Regions from separate parts of the Triticum aestivum genome. Here region 2 is linked to region 1. The links are chromatin contacts, called in public Hi-C maps. All regions are on one chromosome and are shown on one strand. Each heading gives the region's core, a stretch centred on a gene start, on an enhancer-like site or on the middle of the called end of the contact. The rest is flanking DNA. Distances are from core to core; before and after follow the strand shown.

Evidence for each region. A called contact is a pair of places that touch in the nucleus more often than the background predicts.
Region 2: a contact with region 1 is called in a Hi-C map of leaf, with 7 times the contacts expected there. The contact joins the enhancer-like site here to the promoter of LOC123156755 in region 1. A contact is called at or near these places in 4 of 5 Hi-C or Micro-C datasets (leaf and an unstated tissue) and 1 of 1 datasets of contacts at active chromatin or transcription factors (leaf).

The regions. Positions count from the first base shown.
Region 1 is chr7B:207,299,263-207,301,962 of IWGSC CS RefSeq v2.1, reverse strand. It overlaps LOC123156755 (glycerophosphodiester phosphodiesterase GDPDL4), which reads left to right and starts at 1,401. Exons shown (of 9, transcript XM_044574932.1): 1 at 1,401-1,694; 2 at 2,131-2,436. The coding sequence starts at 1,550.
Region 2 is chr7B:207,475,622-207,478,321 of IWGSC CS RefSeq v2.1, reverse strand. No RefSeq gene overlaps it. Among protein-coding and RNA genes, the nearest start is that of LOC123156755, 180 kb to the right of the region's middle. Within about 2 kb of position 1,366, at least 2 of the 8 cell types and tissues checked have an H3K27ac peak or open chromatin away from gene starts, as enhancers often do. A contact at or near this core is called in leaf, where this site is marked.

The sequences.
Region 1 (2,700 bases), core at 152-2,651:
GACACTGTTTATGAGCCGGCCGGGACTCTCTGAGCCGCTGGGCATCGACCTCTGTATATAAAGGGACGATCCGGCGGCGGTTCAGGACAAGTAACATCAGATCGAGAACTAGGTCAAGCGGATTTGCTCCCTGGTAATCGAGACATAAGCAATCCCACTCAAAACTGGATCGTAGGCTTTTACCTTCACCGTAAAGGGCCGAACTAGTATAAACCCCGTGTCCTTTGTCCCGATTAACCCCTTTAAGCTTCCTAGTTGTGATGGCTCCACGACTAAGTCCTTTCATTAGGACATCTGACGTGAGAATTCCACGACAAGGACCGATCTTCTTGTTGCTCTTCTTGTTCTTCCATTTCTTGGATGAGGGGTCAAACCCAATTCCCTCCTTGGCAACACACTCCTTTTGGTTGTTCAAGAGGTCACTGAAGTTTTTCTCCCCTTGAATGCATGACACAAACCCTTTCTCAATTTGGGCTTTTAACTTGTTATTCTCCTCTCGGAGAGAGGTGCAATCGTGAACAAAGTTAGCCGTACAAGATTCATCATTTAACTCCATATGAGGTACGGAAGAAAGGGCCATATGAGGTACGGTTCCAGCTTTTCCATCGAATGGTTCCAACAAAAAATACTGCGGGGTGCAGCTTTTCTGCAGCTCCCCCGCCGCCCCGGTTGAGCGTCATCGCACACGAGCACTTGGCCGCTGGTGAGATAGCTTGTGGAGGTTGCGAGGAGCATGGGGGAAGATTGTGGAGGAGTAGAGCCGTGATGGCGGGAGGTGAAAGAAAGAGGAAAGGTTAAGGGGTAATGAAAGGGGTCGGTCGCGCGGGACCCACCATATACACGTGTCTCGTGCGGGGCGGTTGTTTCGTGCCGCGCGGGCCGGCGGAAAGTTTAGCCGGCCAGCCGGCTCCAAACGTTTTTCTAAAACCAAGCCCGCGTGGTGCTTTACAACTGCACACCACCATCCTAGCCTAAACACGGGTTTACATTAGCGTCGTTGGTTTCCGAAAAAAGCTCATATGACCGAATCGTCCGCACACGAATATCGTGGGGACCTGAACTCCGTTTCCCAGTTGATCAAACTACGCCAAGAGTGAAATGTACAAAGCGCACTATATAATGTCCAAAAAGTTAGATAGAAAAGCCCTTCTTTTTCTCGAGCAATCATTTTGTGAGCACTATCGAACCAAACGAGGATATTATACAGTAAAAAAAGACGGAAAAAGGCGAGAACGGCCGCAGAATATCGCGCCGCCGGTAGTGGTGGTGGAGTAAACGCCAGGCGGGTCGCGAGCTTCAAGCACGCGGGCTCACGGACGTGTCACTGCAGCGTGGCCCCAGCCGCGAGCCCGCTGTCATTCATTGACTGACAGAAGGAGACAGAACCGCAAGTGGCGCCCGTGCTCCATATATGCGCTCCGCCTCTGCCTGAGCACCAGAGCATTTCCAGTGCTCTGCTCCTCCGAGCTCGCTCTCTCTCTCTCTCTCTCTCTCTCTCTCTCTCTCTTCTCCCGCCCGTGTCCGCGTCCTCTGCGGGAAGCTTGCAGGCATGAGGAGCGGCAGAGTCCCTGGACGAGGAGGCGGTGACGGTCGTGGTGGAGAGACCGCCGCCCTCCTGTGCGGCCTCCTGCTCTTGCTCGGCGCCGCCGACGCGCAGGGCATCCGGCGCCCCTCTTCCTACAAAACCTTACGAGGTAACACCCCCGACCATCCCTTCTCCAGGTTGCTGGACGCGCGCGCTCCTCTCTGCTCCGTCTCGTGTTCGTGTGTTTGGTCCCGATGAGGGAGAGGCGTGTGAGCTTCTAGCGGGACTGCGCGCAAACTGATGAGTGCACATCGAATCTCCCCTGAAATCCTACAGCCAGTGGGTGTAGTCGCCTCCATGGTTCTCCTCCTGGAAACAAAAGCAAAAAGATTTCAGAAGGTTGACTGAGAATCCTACCGAGTTAATTAGTTAGTGGTGTTATCTTTCTTTCAAAAAGGAGGTTGAACATCTTTATTAAAGTTGATGATGTAAGGAAGCGAGGTCAAATACATCCAAAATTTGAGTTTGAATAAATAAATAAAGTTAAGGGATGATTCTGAGCAAATATTCAAGAGTTTGAATAACCGTGACTAACTGTTGTGCAGGTGATGCTCCCCTTGTGATCGCCAAAGGTGGATTTTCAGGAGTATTTCCTGATTCCAGTTATGGCGCGTTTTCTTTCGCATTGCTTGCTAGTGCACCTGATACAAGTCTGTGGTGTGATGTGCAACTCACAAAGGATGGTGTTGGAATTTGCCTTCGGGATATAAATATGTCAAACTGCACCAATGCTGCACAAGTCTACCCTGCGAAAAATAAAAAAGAGGCAAAATATGTTATCGATGGCGTGCCAAAAACTGGATACTTCTCTCTGGACTTCACCTTGTCTGAGATTCAAACGACAATTTCTTGTGAGTACCACTTTCAGCTTTCTATTAAAGCATACCATCTGTACATCTCAGTTACACATGCTAGTGAACGTGGACCAATATGAACTACAGTATGTTACTCGCATGCCTTTCCTCTGGCTCTTTCCTTGTTTTACACAGACATTATACAGTATGTTTTATATCACTTCTCTGCTCTTCTTTTCTTCAGATTACATGCTTTTCATCGCTCCAGTTTCTTAAAAAAGGCTTGACCTGATGATAAATTTGTAGCTATTCTTCTTACCT
Region 2 (2,700 bases), core at 117-2,616, 180 kb before region 1:
GGATCGGTTTCTCTAAAAAAGGGTGCCTAATCATCCGGTATGAGGAATATGAAAAAAAATACCGTCAGTCCAAAATATGAAGCGTCGGATCATCATCCAACAGACAACAACATGGTTTATCTTCTTCCGCATTTTCCTCTCCCCCTCGCCTCTCTTTAACGCATTCAAAACCGGCAACCTCTGCACGTCGCGACCTCCTCACCACCCCCTCCCCTAGCCGCAGCCCACTGTTGTGATGCCGTCGCCCAATGCCATCGCTTTAAACCCCCGACCTCCTGTCTTCGACAGCGGCAGTATCGCACCCCCCCCACCCCGCGCTCATGTTGACCTACTTAGACCAACTCTAGACGACCCCTACCCGACGATAGAGGAGTAAAATCCCCTATCCGGTAATAAAGGAGTAAAATTTTGGTTTTACTCCTCTAACTGCCACTTAGCCGATCTCCTAAACTGGTTAGAGGAGTAAAAATTTTCTCCTCCGCCTATCGGAGGAGTAAATATACTCGCCTCTAGCCGACAAACTAAAATCTGGTGGCTCTCCTTGCGCTCATTCTTGCTACCACCGACCCTAAATCCTCCCACCGCCGGCCCGACCCTAAATCCTCCCACCGCCACCGACAATGCATAAGCCAATTTGAATAATTCGATACGTAAACTTTGAATTCGGGTTGTAAACTATATTAGTAATTTGCTTGAACCTTCATATTTATGTTTAGTTTCTATATGTGTGATAATATGTAGTTGCAATATAAATTGGAATTGTGTAAGTTAGAAAAAATAAAATTATACTACGTTATATTTAAGGGATCAACTAGGTCCAGCCAAAAGTTAGTGGGGTTTCCCCTTAAAAGAAAGGTTAGTGGAGTAAACTAAGATTTACTCGTCCGAATCCTCCCCTATTTTATAGATATCGGTTAAAGTGGACCTTACTTGCTAGCTTCATGGCTGTCCAAAAATTAACCAAGGCTGGTTGTAATGGGGAGTATCATGTACTAGTATGATGCATATGATACTACCTATCTAATGCATGTATAATATATTAGTATCATGCAGTACTTTATTTATTGACATGCATGACACATAATAGTATAGCATTTATTATGATATGGTATCATGACATGATACTCAACCCTCTTTTTTCATTTAATTCTATAACACTTCATCAAAATTGTCTAGTTGATATGCATGATACTAGCTATGATACTAACATTATGACCAACCTAAAGCGCGTGGATTTTTTAGATACCGTGAAAATATTCCCCAATTATGTAACTAAAAACGACATTTCGAGGAGGCAGACAGGGATAGGGCTCCCCCTCCTCATCTGTCTCTCATCGTCTTAACGCCATGTCACATCAGATGTTACACGGTCGCTCGATGATTAGTCTACGAGTCGCGTCGCCCCGGACCTTTCGCCGCCATCTTCTGCCGTGGATGTGGAATCCCGACGACTGGCGACAAGGCACACCACCAGGGCATGGACTCGGCCGGTCAATTTCCGGTGCCAGCGCTCGCACGGTGCAGCTTGACCGACGATGTGAGGAGCAGCAGCATCCATGATATGATACACCTATACTACAATACAGGAGGCACCGATGCTCATCTACCCTAGGCTCACATGAACGAATATTTTTATATCTGACGAAAGTCACGGGCGAATGTCTAGAATTTTCAGCTTGCGCGCCTTGGATTAAGCAGCTGACCGTTTGAGCCGTTCGCGGCGCTGATTACGCAGCCGCCCCTAGCACCTCGGCCGGTGGCAATAAAGAGCAAGAGCAGCCCAACGCTAATCCATCCCCCTTGCGATATGGATATGGAGGAGATATGGACGCATGTGCACGGAGTCATGCTGATTACGAGTTGCAAAAAAGAAAACGAGTCACACTGATTAGAGGCAGATAACACAGCTCTAAAGACGCGGGGGCCTTCGCAGTTAACGGCGCTTTCGCAGGACAAAGTCCGCCGCGATTCTCCATTCCATGGGCGCTAGCATCTCCGTGCTTTGGAGGCATGCGGCGAGGGGTGAGGATGACCGTCGCTCTCGTCTTTTTCCTCCGTCGTCGGCATTTTGGATTTTGGAACTGCCGTGGAAAACCTGTTGATGATGATCGCCTGCCCGAAAGGGACTTGCGACGTCCCGATCCATCGTGACCGGGGAGAAGACCTGGAAGAATACCGGTAGCTGGTCAACGTGTGGCTCTCACGTAGCTAAGTATTCTCATAAATCTGGTGTAAGCATTCAAAGTGATGTGATCATACTGGTAGCTATTCCCTCCGTTCCAAAATAAGTGTCTCAACTTTATACTAGCTCTAGTACAAATTTGTACTAAGCTCAAGGCATTTATTTTGTGACGGAGGGGGTACATTGTTGACCGGAGCAGCTTCGAAGACAAGTCTTTGTGGCCCGTGTAAAAAAGACCTAGCTCTTCTTATAGACAAGATTTTTCTTCGTTGCCATAAAAAAGGTTTTTCCTTTGTTTTGCTTAGACCACATCAGATCTCTTTCCTTCATTAAACTTTACATTTCACGGACACATATTTTTTTTCTGCTAGAAAGCACACGGTACTATTATAGAAGTTCAGAAGAAGCACAAAGCACCCCAAATATAATTTAAATTACATCGAAGTCTTTAGACTACCGAACGACCAGTACCGTGCCAGAACGAGCCGCCGACGCGCCGTTGTCGGTGCTCCCCTACA